2 separate regions of the Zea mays genome follow, and region 2 is linked to region 1. A link is a contact called in public Hi-C data. All regions are on one chromosome and are shown on one strand. Each heading gives the region's core, a stretch centred on a gene start, on an enhancer-like site or on the middle of the called end of the contact. The rest is flanking DNA. Distances are from core to core; before and after follow the strand shown. Region 1 overlaps LOC100282445 (acetylglucosaminyltransferase/ transferase, transferring glycosyl groups). Region 2 holds the start of LOC100280364.

The links. A called contact is a pair of places that touch in the nucleus more often than the background predicts.
Region 2: a Hi-C map of ear shows a contact between it and region 1, with 9 times the contacts expected there. The contact joins the promoter of LOC100280364 here to the enhancer-like site in region 1. A contact is called at or near these places in 2 of 25 Hi-C or Micro-C datasets (both in ear).

The regions. Positions count from the first base shown.
Region 1 is chr2:38,998,638-39,002,856 of Zm-B73-REFERENCE-NAM-5.0, forward strand. It overlaps LOC100282445 (acetylglucosaminyltransferase/ transferase, transferring glycosyl groups), which reads left to right. Exons shown (of 2, transcript NM_001176244.1): 2 at 1-1,318. The coding sequence ends at 901. Among protein-coding and RNA genes, the nearest start is that of LOC100282445, 3.9 kb to the left of the region's middle. Within about 2 kb of position 2,869, at least 17 of the 20 cell types and tissues checked have an H3K27ac peak or open chromatin away from gene starts, as enhancers often do. A contact at or near this core is called in ear, where this site is marked.
Region 2 is chr2:39,103,984-39,108,305 of Zm-B73-REFERENCE-NAM-5.0, forward strand. It overlaps LOC100280364, which reads left to right and starts at 1,473. Exons shown (of 8, transcript NM_001153290.1): 1 at 1,473-1,590; 2 at 3,076-3,214. The coding sequence starts at 1,583.

The DNA of each region.
Region 1 (4,219 bases), core at 1,619-4,118:
CCATGAGAACGTCACCATGGAGAACCTGTGCAAGTTACATGGTTGGAAAGTCCGTGACTTCCCGCGTCGTGTCTTTGATGCTGTACTCTTCAGCAATGAGCTTGATATCCTGGAGATCCGCTGGAATGAGCTTAGTCCCTATGTGTCCGAGTTTGTGCTTCTTGAATCCAACTCAACCTTTACTGGCATAAAAAAGCCCCTCCACTTCAAGGAAAACAAGCACCGTTTTGGGTTCGCTAAATCACGGCTGACATATGGTAATATTGGGGGAAGGTTCGTGAAGGGGGAGAACCCATTTGTTGAGGAGTCATATCAGAGGGTTGCCCTGGACCGGCTTCTTAAGCTTGCAAGAATAGAAGACGATGACCTGCTGATCATGTCGGACGTTGATGAAATCCCGAGCGGCCACACAATCGATCTCTTAAGGTGGTGCGACGGCATTCCAGACATACTTCACCTTCAGCTCAGGAATTATCTCTACTCGTTCGAGTTTTTCCTGGACGACAAGAGCTGGAGGGCATCGATACACAAGTACCAAGCTGGAAAGACGAGGTACGCGCACTTCCGGCAGGCAGACGAGCTCCTCGCCGATTCAGGGTGGCATTGCAGCTTCTGCTTCCGCTACATAAGCGATTTCGCATTCAAGATGCAAGCGTATAGCCACGTCGACCGGATCAGGTTCAAGTACTTCCTGAACCCTGAGAGGATCCAAGATGTCATCTGCAGAGGGGCGGACCTTTTCGATATGCTTCCAGAAGAGTACACGTTCCAAGAGATCATCGCCAAGCTGGGGCCGATCCCGAGCACGTATTCTGGCGTTCATCTTCCTAGCTATCTGCTAAGGAATGTCGACCGGTTTAGATACCTTCTACCGGGCAACTGCAGGAGAGAAAGTGGCTAGGTTTTATGGCCCACTACCCTGCAACCTGTTGTGCGTGGGTGGGTGGGTGCCAGTGCCACACTGCCCCGCTGCAAAGCTGCTGTCCATGGGATATCTGTGGCAGTTCACCTGGTACGGTTGCCTAACGTAGTTGAACAAATGCTTTGGGGAAGAATTGGTTCATGGATGGGGGTGAGCACATGATTCTCTAATGTGTAATAGAACATGGGAGGAGGATCTAACGGCATAGCGCACGCTTGGTCCTGGCTGGGTGTGCATGAGCTGAGCGGTTTGTCATTGTCATTCATTACTTCCCTGATTGATATATATAAACTCAAAAAGGCTGTTGTAGATTGCAATCCAAGTGGTATTTCAGAATTACATATTGTAGAACCGGACCTTGCTCGTCAGATGATTGATACTCCCTCAGTTCTTTTTTATTTGTGCGTATAAATATTCGAGAACAGAGGGAGTATAATTTGCATATGGATTTGTTCTTACTTGATGTTTTGTTTTGTCCGTAGAACCGGTCCTTGCTTCAGCCTTGTATTTGTATGCATCGTTTGCCACAGCCTTAGCTTGACCTCATATCCGAACTTTGTATGGTAAAACCAAGGACTTATTTATACGTACATAGACAGGCCAATTGCTCCACTGTACAAATTTCCAAGGTAGAAATACCTAAGGGTCTGTTTGAAAGTAGATATTGGAGATGTTAAAATTGGATTAGACCCAATACCAAATCTGTCTAATATTGAAAATGAGTTTCATATAAATCTATTGTTTGGATGTATCTAGGATTGCAATTACATCCAATACCTAGATTCTTAGCTCTGAATTGGGAGGGACACTTTTTAGTTGAAGTCCAATTTCATGAAATTGAACTTTAATTCCAGCTCTGAATTTAATAGACAACCAAACAACAGAATTCAGAAATCCTGATTACAATTTCCAATTCCAGTCTTGAATATCTACGTCCAAACAGGACCATAAGGTCTAAACCAAATAAGCGCCTGTTTGGAGTTCAAATTTATCCAAAAATAAACGCCGATATAGGGTGTCATCTGTAATCTGTACTGAGAATATCCACGCATTTAGAGTCAAAATTTGTCCTAAAATAAACATCGATATAGGGTGTCATCTAGTGTAATTTGTACTGCTCTGGCAGCTGTAACCCGGTGGCGTGGCTGCGAATCACCTTGGAACCAAGCAAAGAAAAAGAAAGAAAAACTTGTAGGGGTAGTATCGTTCTATTATCCTTCATCACGCTTTTCGTGCTAGATACTAAAAATGCTACTCTTTCTACTTTAAATTATAAAGTTGTTTTAGAAGACTAAACTATTTCAAGGTTAATTAGAATTATAAAGAGAATTACAAAAAATGTAATACTGTAAAAATATAATTGATATAAAAAATGTAATGATCTCTTTATATCATAAATGCTATTAGTTTATTGTATAAATTTGGTTAAATTTAATATTTTAAATTTTAAAAGAAAAATAGAATGACTACCAACGGAAGAAGTAACTTTTTTTTGACGGATGGGTTACTGATTGTTTTTAAGCTGAATTCTGTGTACACAACTCTTGTTAGTTGTTACTGTAGTCCGAACATTCTGTGCGCTCTCTTCTTTCCATCCGGGATGTCCCCTGTCAGCTTGCCATGCCATGTCTAGTCTAGCACCCGAGCGAAATCTCAAGCCAGACAGGGTTTCTGCGACTCGGCGGGTACGCTGGCTTGAGAGTACCATGCCTTTGCTCCGCGTCCGTTGACTTGACTGGCCTGGTGCATGAACCTGACGGGATTTTTGCGTTAATAACCAGGCAGGCATGAGCAAAGCTAGTCTGCACCAGGCTTTTGTATGGGCCTTTAAGCGTCGTGACAGGGTTTCTGCACTTCCATCACTGAGTTATTGTACTGGGCCTCTTTGCAGTAAGTGGGAAGAGTTGGGCCCAATCACAACGGCATCGTGGTTTTACCCGAGATCGAGCGAGTCCCCGGCCACGCGTCACCCGTGCCTCTGCCTCCTTCCTTGCTTCGCCGCGAAGGAGTCAGGCTGAGGCAGCCCGAAACAAATGCAAGCGCATATCCCTAGCGACACTGCCCGTTGCCAGGTACTGACTGGCCCGTGTCCAGTGTACACTGTGCGACTCAGTTTGTCTTGCGTCTTGCTATGCAAGAAAAAGATTTGTTAATCATCGATTAATTAGACATAATAAAATTGTCTGGCATCTAGGAACTGGGTGTCAAGCCCAAGAAATTCCTTAGGAACGGCCCACCGATCAAGTTCCCGTTGAGCAACCTCGTGAGGCGAAGCGGACGACTGAGCCCCTGCCGAGCAACACTGCGAGCTGGAGCGGACGACCAAGTCCCCGTCGAGCAACCCCGCGAGGCGAAACGGACAAACAAGTCCCTCCCGACCAACCCCGCGAGACAAAGCGGACGACCAAGTCCCTGCCGAGCAACCCCGTGAGGCGGAGCGGACGACCAAGTCCCTACCGAGCAACCACGCAAGGCGAAGCGGACGACCAACTTCATGACGAGCAACCCCACGAGGCGGGACAAAGTGACCAGATCCCGTACCAATCTAACTGGTGTAAGAGAAAGGCCGACCCAATGCTACGGGCCCGCGTCAGCGTGACAAGACGGGTCATCACCAAACCACGTCCAGGACTCGGGTACGATGTCAAAGGGTCCCGACAAACGTCAAACGGTGCATTGTCATGTACTGTCCCAGGCAACCCCCCACTGACGTATGGGGACAGTCAACCCCGGTCGTAGAGACCTCATCGTTGAAGTCTCTACAGTGACCCGCATACCGGAAAGGAGATGCAGTTCTGTTTCGCTCGATGCCAGCTCTAGGCGGGAGACGTAGTTCCGTCTCGCCCAAGGCTGACCTCGTCCAGGAGATGCAATTCCGTCTCGTCCGAAGCCAACCTCGGGCGGGAGACACATTCACGACTCGCTCGAGGCCAACTTCGGATGGGAGATGCAGCCGCGACTCGCCTGAGGTTTGCTTGATGGCCTCCCAATGACTTGCCTAGCAAGGCATGCCCTCGAACCGCAACCAGGCTGGATAAGCTTGACCTAGTGAGGCAAGCCAGGTAGGGGGTGCGACATTGATTCCCGACGACTCCATGGCTATCATCTTCAACACTCCGATCATATTCAACTCCATGAGGCTTTCTGCTTTGGATCCCTCTCCCGCATTGTGGATCGAGAAGGCGTCCTGCATTGCATCGTGAATCCATCCGAGAATAGGCCTTCTCCGAGGGCACCGATCGCGGAGGCAGGCTCGTCCCACCGACCTCAGTGATAACTACCCCGACGAACTCCATG
Region 2 (4,322 bases), core at 223-2,722, 100 kb after region 1:
GTATGGGTCATATCTAGTGAAATGGGGGTGGATGGGTGGGGGTGCTAGCCTTCTGAAATCTCATTAAAAGTAAAAATGGTCATACCTTAAATTCGGTGGGGATAGTGGAGCGATCTGCAGTGGACATATTTATGTGGTGGAGGTTGTATCTGGTGAAAAATGGGTGGATGATTGGGGGTGGAGATGAGGGCGTCAATCTCCTTAAATCTAGTGAAGTTATAAAAATGGAAGGGTTTGCGTCAGACAAGCTTCCCTGGTATGTGGTATGGGTCCTATCCGGTGAAAGAAGGGTTGGATGGGTGGGGTGGGGTTGTAACCTTAAAACCCATGAAATAGAAAAAACGGTCATATCCTAAATTCGGTGTGATAACGAAGCAGGTTGCACGAACATGCTTATGTGTTAGAGATCATATCTAGTGAAAAAAGAGGAGTAATGGTCGTACCTAGAATCTAGTAGCATTCATACAATTTCTTAAACAAAGGCGTTGTTAAAGGATTGTTTGTGTGAGCCTTGAACTACACTAACATAGAGATATTTTTTATTTTATTTTTTGTACATACATATTTGTGATACTCTAAAATGTATTGTACATATTTTAGTTTTGCTAAACCGATTATTTAAAGTATTGAAATAGATAGAGGACCGTTTAGAGAAACTCTATATATAGAGAATCCAGTAGCGTCCTCTAAATTTAGAGGACCATTTAGAGGACACTACTGGAGAGCGTAGAGGACCATTTGATACTCTATATTTAGGGTAGAGGACCCTTTAGGGTTTCTTGTTGGAGGCAGCCAACTCCAACAAACACCGTAAACGGCCCCGTATCCTTATTTTGCACGCCCACGAGTACTGTTCACCCTCCCAGCAGACTCCCTATCATGAGATGCAAAATTGGTGGAGCTCCATGCACTCCCTTTTCACACGGTTTCTCTCTCCTCCCCACAACTAATTCGAGACATTAACTTTGTTGTGAGGACACGTGATTCGATGCATGCGGATGCTAGAAGCCACGACCGAATAGGGATGCTGTTGGAAACCGAGCATCTATTTTTGGTGGAACCCATAGCCGATGGGGTGTAAAATACGGATAAACGGTCTGCTAGAGTTGGTCTTAGTGTCTAAAGTACTATTACTATGTAAGTATTTTTGTTGGCATGTAAGCCACTTCAAGCGAATTTGGGAATTCACTGTTTAATATAACATCTTTGTACGACTTTCATGAGTTTGTGTGGGCCTGTGGGGTGTTCCTATAAACTCTTTACTTATATTTATGTTTGTTATATATACAGTGTTATTAAATGTAATCATGCCACTCTCCCTAATCTAAAATTCCGACGACTACCTCTTTGGACAGATCGTGTCTCTGACTTGTCCCACTCCGCTCAGCCTCAGCCCGTTCCTAGTATAAAAGCCACGGCCCGCGGCCACCCGGTGCTCACACGCAGACGCACGCCTCAAGGCTTCACAAGTTCTCTCACAAGTTTCTCTGCCCTCTCTTACTACTGCTGGGGTGCGCGGCGCTCCACCCGCAGCAGCAACAGCCGGCTCCCGCTCCGCTGCCCCGCCGGGCCGCTCCCGGCCATGGATACGTAAGACGTCGATCTCTTCTTCTTCCTTATTACTAGCTTTGCGCTCCGTCGGACCATCGGTGCCGTCGGGTTCGCTCGTGTGTGCACCCGGGTTGGGGTGGGTACGGTTCGCTCGTGTGTGCAGCCGGGTTGGGGTCGGGAGTGGTCTGCGGATTTGGAGCGGCTGGCCCTCTCGGTTTCTCGGGCCGATTGATCGACGAGGCGGCGGTTCCGGTGCGTGCGTGGGGTTGGTTTCGTGAGCCGGACGGCTCTGGTTTTTTATGAGGCCGCTCTGATGCCCCTGGGCTTGCCGGCGACAGGAGGGGAGGATGATCTCTGAGCCACGTCGGAATGTGCTCTAGGTCGGCCGGAGACGAGTTCCGAGCCCATGTAGACGGTGGGGGGCCGCGTCCATCTGCGGTTTACCGGCCTGTCCGGCCAGAAGGCAAGCCACTTTGCAGCCTGCGGGGGTGCAAGAGGAAGCATCCGCTGTGAGGATTGAGGAAGCAGAGGAATCTTCTGTTTGCTGCGGACCTACCGAGTGTGGAGATGGATCCTGTGCAGTCTATTGGGTCCATCACAGCTGACCCGACGCCGGCTGAGCTCCATCGATCTGTGATCATTGTGAGGAAGAGAGGGGATTTGGAAATTGGAATCTGTGTGTTCTAGTACAAGGCAGCTTTGGAGATTGCATTTCCTGGAGGCGGAAATGCAGAGTACTGAATCATGCCAAGTTCTACTGCTTTATACACTCCGGTCATCCGGTGCATGTTGAGGCGCAAGAGGAATCTTCCGCTAGAAGGAAGCCTAAGGAGTTTATTATTTTTTCCCATAAGACTGACAAGTCCTAGGAGTTGGGCATTGCCTGGTCGCGACGCGGCTGACCTTATCTGGCACTGGGCTTGGATGATTTAGCAGATCTACAATCACAATCCCCCGCTTCACTTTGCAAACAGTATAGTCAGTTTGACGTCTTCTATTTTACACCATCTACCAAAGAAACCTGATGTGGTCGCAAAAAAGAAGAGATTTCAGATCCCAACGCGTAGATTGTTTATCGCCCCAAGCAAGAGGTGGTGCGGAAATGGCAGTCACTGCTGTCGGAACAAATAGTGTATTATGGTGACTGTAATCTAAGGGTCGTGCAAGGTCAAGTGTCAGCCAGAGTGCTCTGTTCTGTTCAGCCTCCTGGTATGTTTGCTGTGGCATAGCACCCTTGGCAAAGTACAACCAAATTCAAATGGAGACGAGGAGCAGGATTGAATCATAGTGGGATGGGACACAGTGTGGCAGTGATTGGGGAAAGTTAGCAGCTCCAAAATTGCATGCACGTCAACGGCCGGTCCATGGGTCAAATGCTCTTTTGATCATGTTTCTGCTACACGTCGTCGTTTCACTAAATTATTTTTTTCTTCGAAAGTTCTCGCTTGAGTTTATCTTATGTCTGCGAAAGATACTACCATAAAATCTAAACCCTAACAGAAATGAATGCTGCACCTTTTTCAGTTCGTGGATTATGAATGGGTTGGGTCTTGCTGAAAAAATAAGAAGCGCAACCCAGTCGTTCACCCTCCGACTTGGTGAGCTTTTTGCAAAACCGCGTACCAAATGCACCTACTGCGACTGCGTCATTGACATTAGCAATGTAAGTTCCGGTTAACTACTTACTTAGTTATGAGTTGTGACCGCTCTATGTATTTTTTGATCTGTCGTTTGATTGACCTACATCGAATTTCGAAAAATGTTCTTCCAGACATCATTTCCGTTAAGCACTATGATCCAACGTAAGTAGGAAAACTTTGTACGTCATTTTCTCAAACGTCATGTTTGGATGCTTAGAATTGAATTTCATTCTAATAATAATAATTTAGGCACATATCAATTAATCTAATTCGATTTTATGTAAAATATATATCTGTATACTATTATTAGCAAGATGTCGGAGATATTTATGTGCTATATTTTTACTATAAAGGAGTGAGTCGAAAAGCGTCTATGTTGTAGAGTAGAAACAAATTCTACTGATACATAGAATCATTTCACATCTTATACCCCATGAATTTGATATAGGCTTATATCTGAACCTTTGAAAATGGTGGAATGTTAAATTTCAAGCTAAGTAGATTGTTTTATGAAGTAAATTCCAATCTTCCAAAATGAATGGATCCAAACGCCTCATAAACTTAATGAGTTGTTTGTAGATTTGTTGCACAACATAATGACGTAAATGTCATAGTTTCATTATTTTGTCATTAGGCTATTCACAGCGTATGGTGTCATATTCCAAAATTTAAGACTGCCACATAGTATACATATTATCAAACTCTCTAAATGAAACACCTATAGTATCATGCCTCAGTACGATATTATCCGAAAACCAAGACGTTGGATACAATGTTGGAGCAGACCGAGCGGTATCTCCCTCCGTCCTAATATATAAGACATAACCATTTTTTATTTTAGTCCCATAATATATGTTGTGCTCTCTTTAAATAAAAGTATATCGATGTAGTAGTATTAATGTTGATAGAGAGAATTAATACATTTTTTGGTCTTTGAACCAGAAGTCTTTAGGCCCAAGGCTATTCTCAATGAGAATTTTGTAGCACTCTTTTCAACACTGCTTCATCATCAAAAGTGCTATGAAATTATGAATGAAACAATGCCTCACAATGCAATATTTTACTTTACTATTTTATAGACTAACATATCAATTAAATGTTGTAACTCCAAGGCCAATAAAAGTTAGTAAA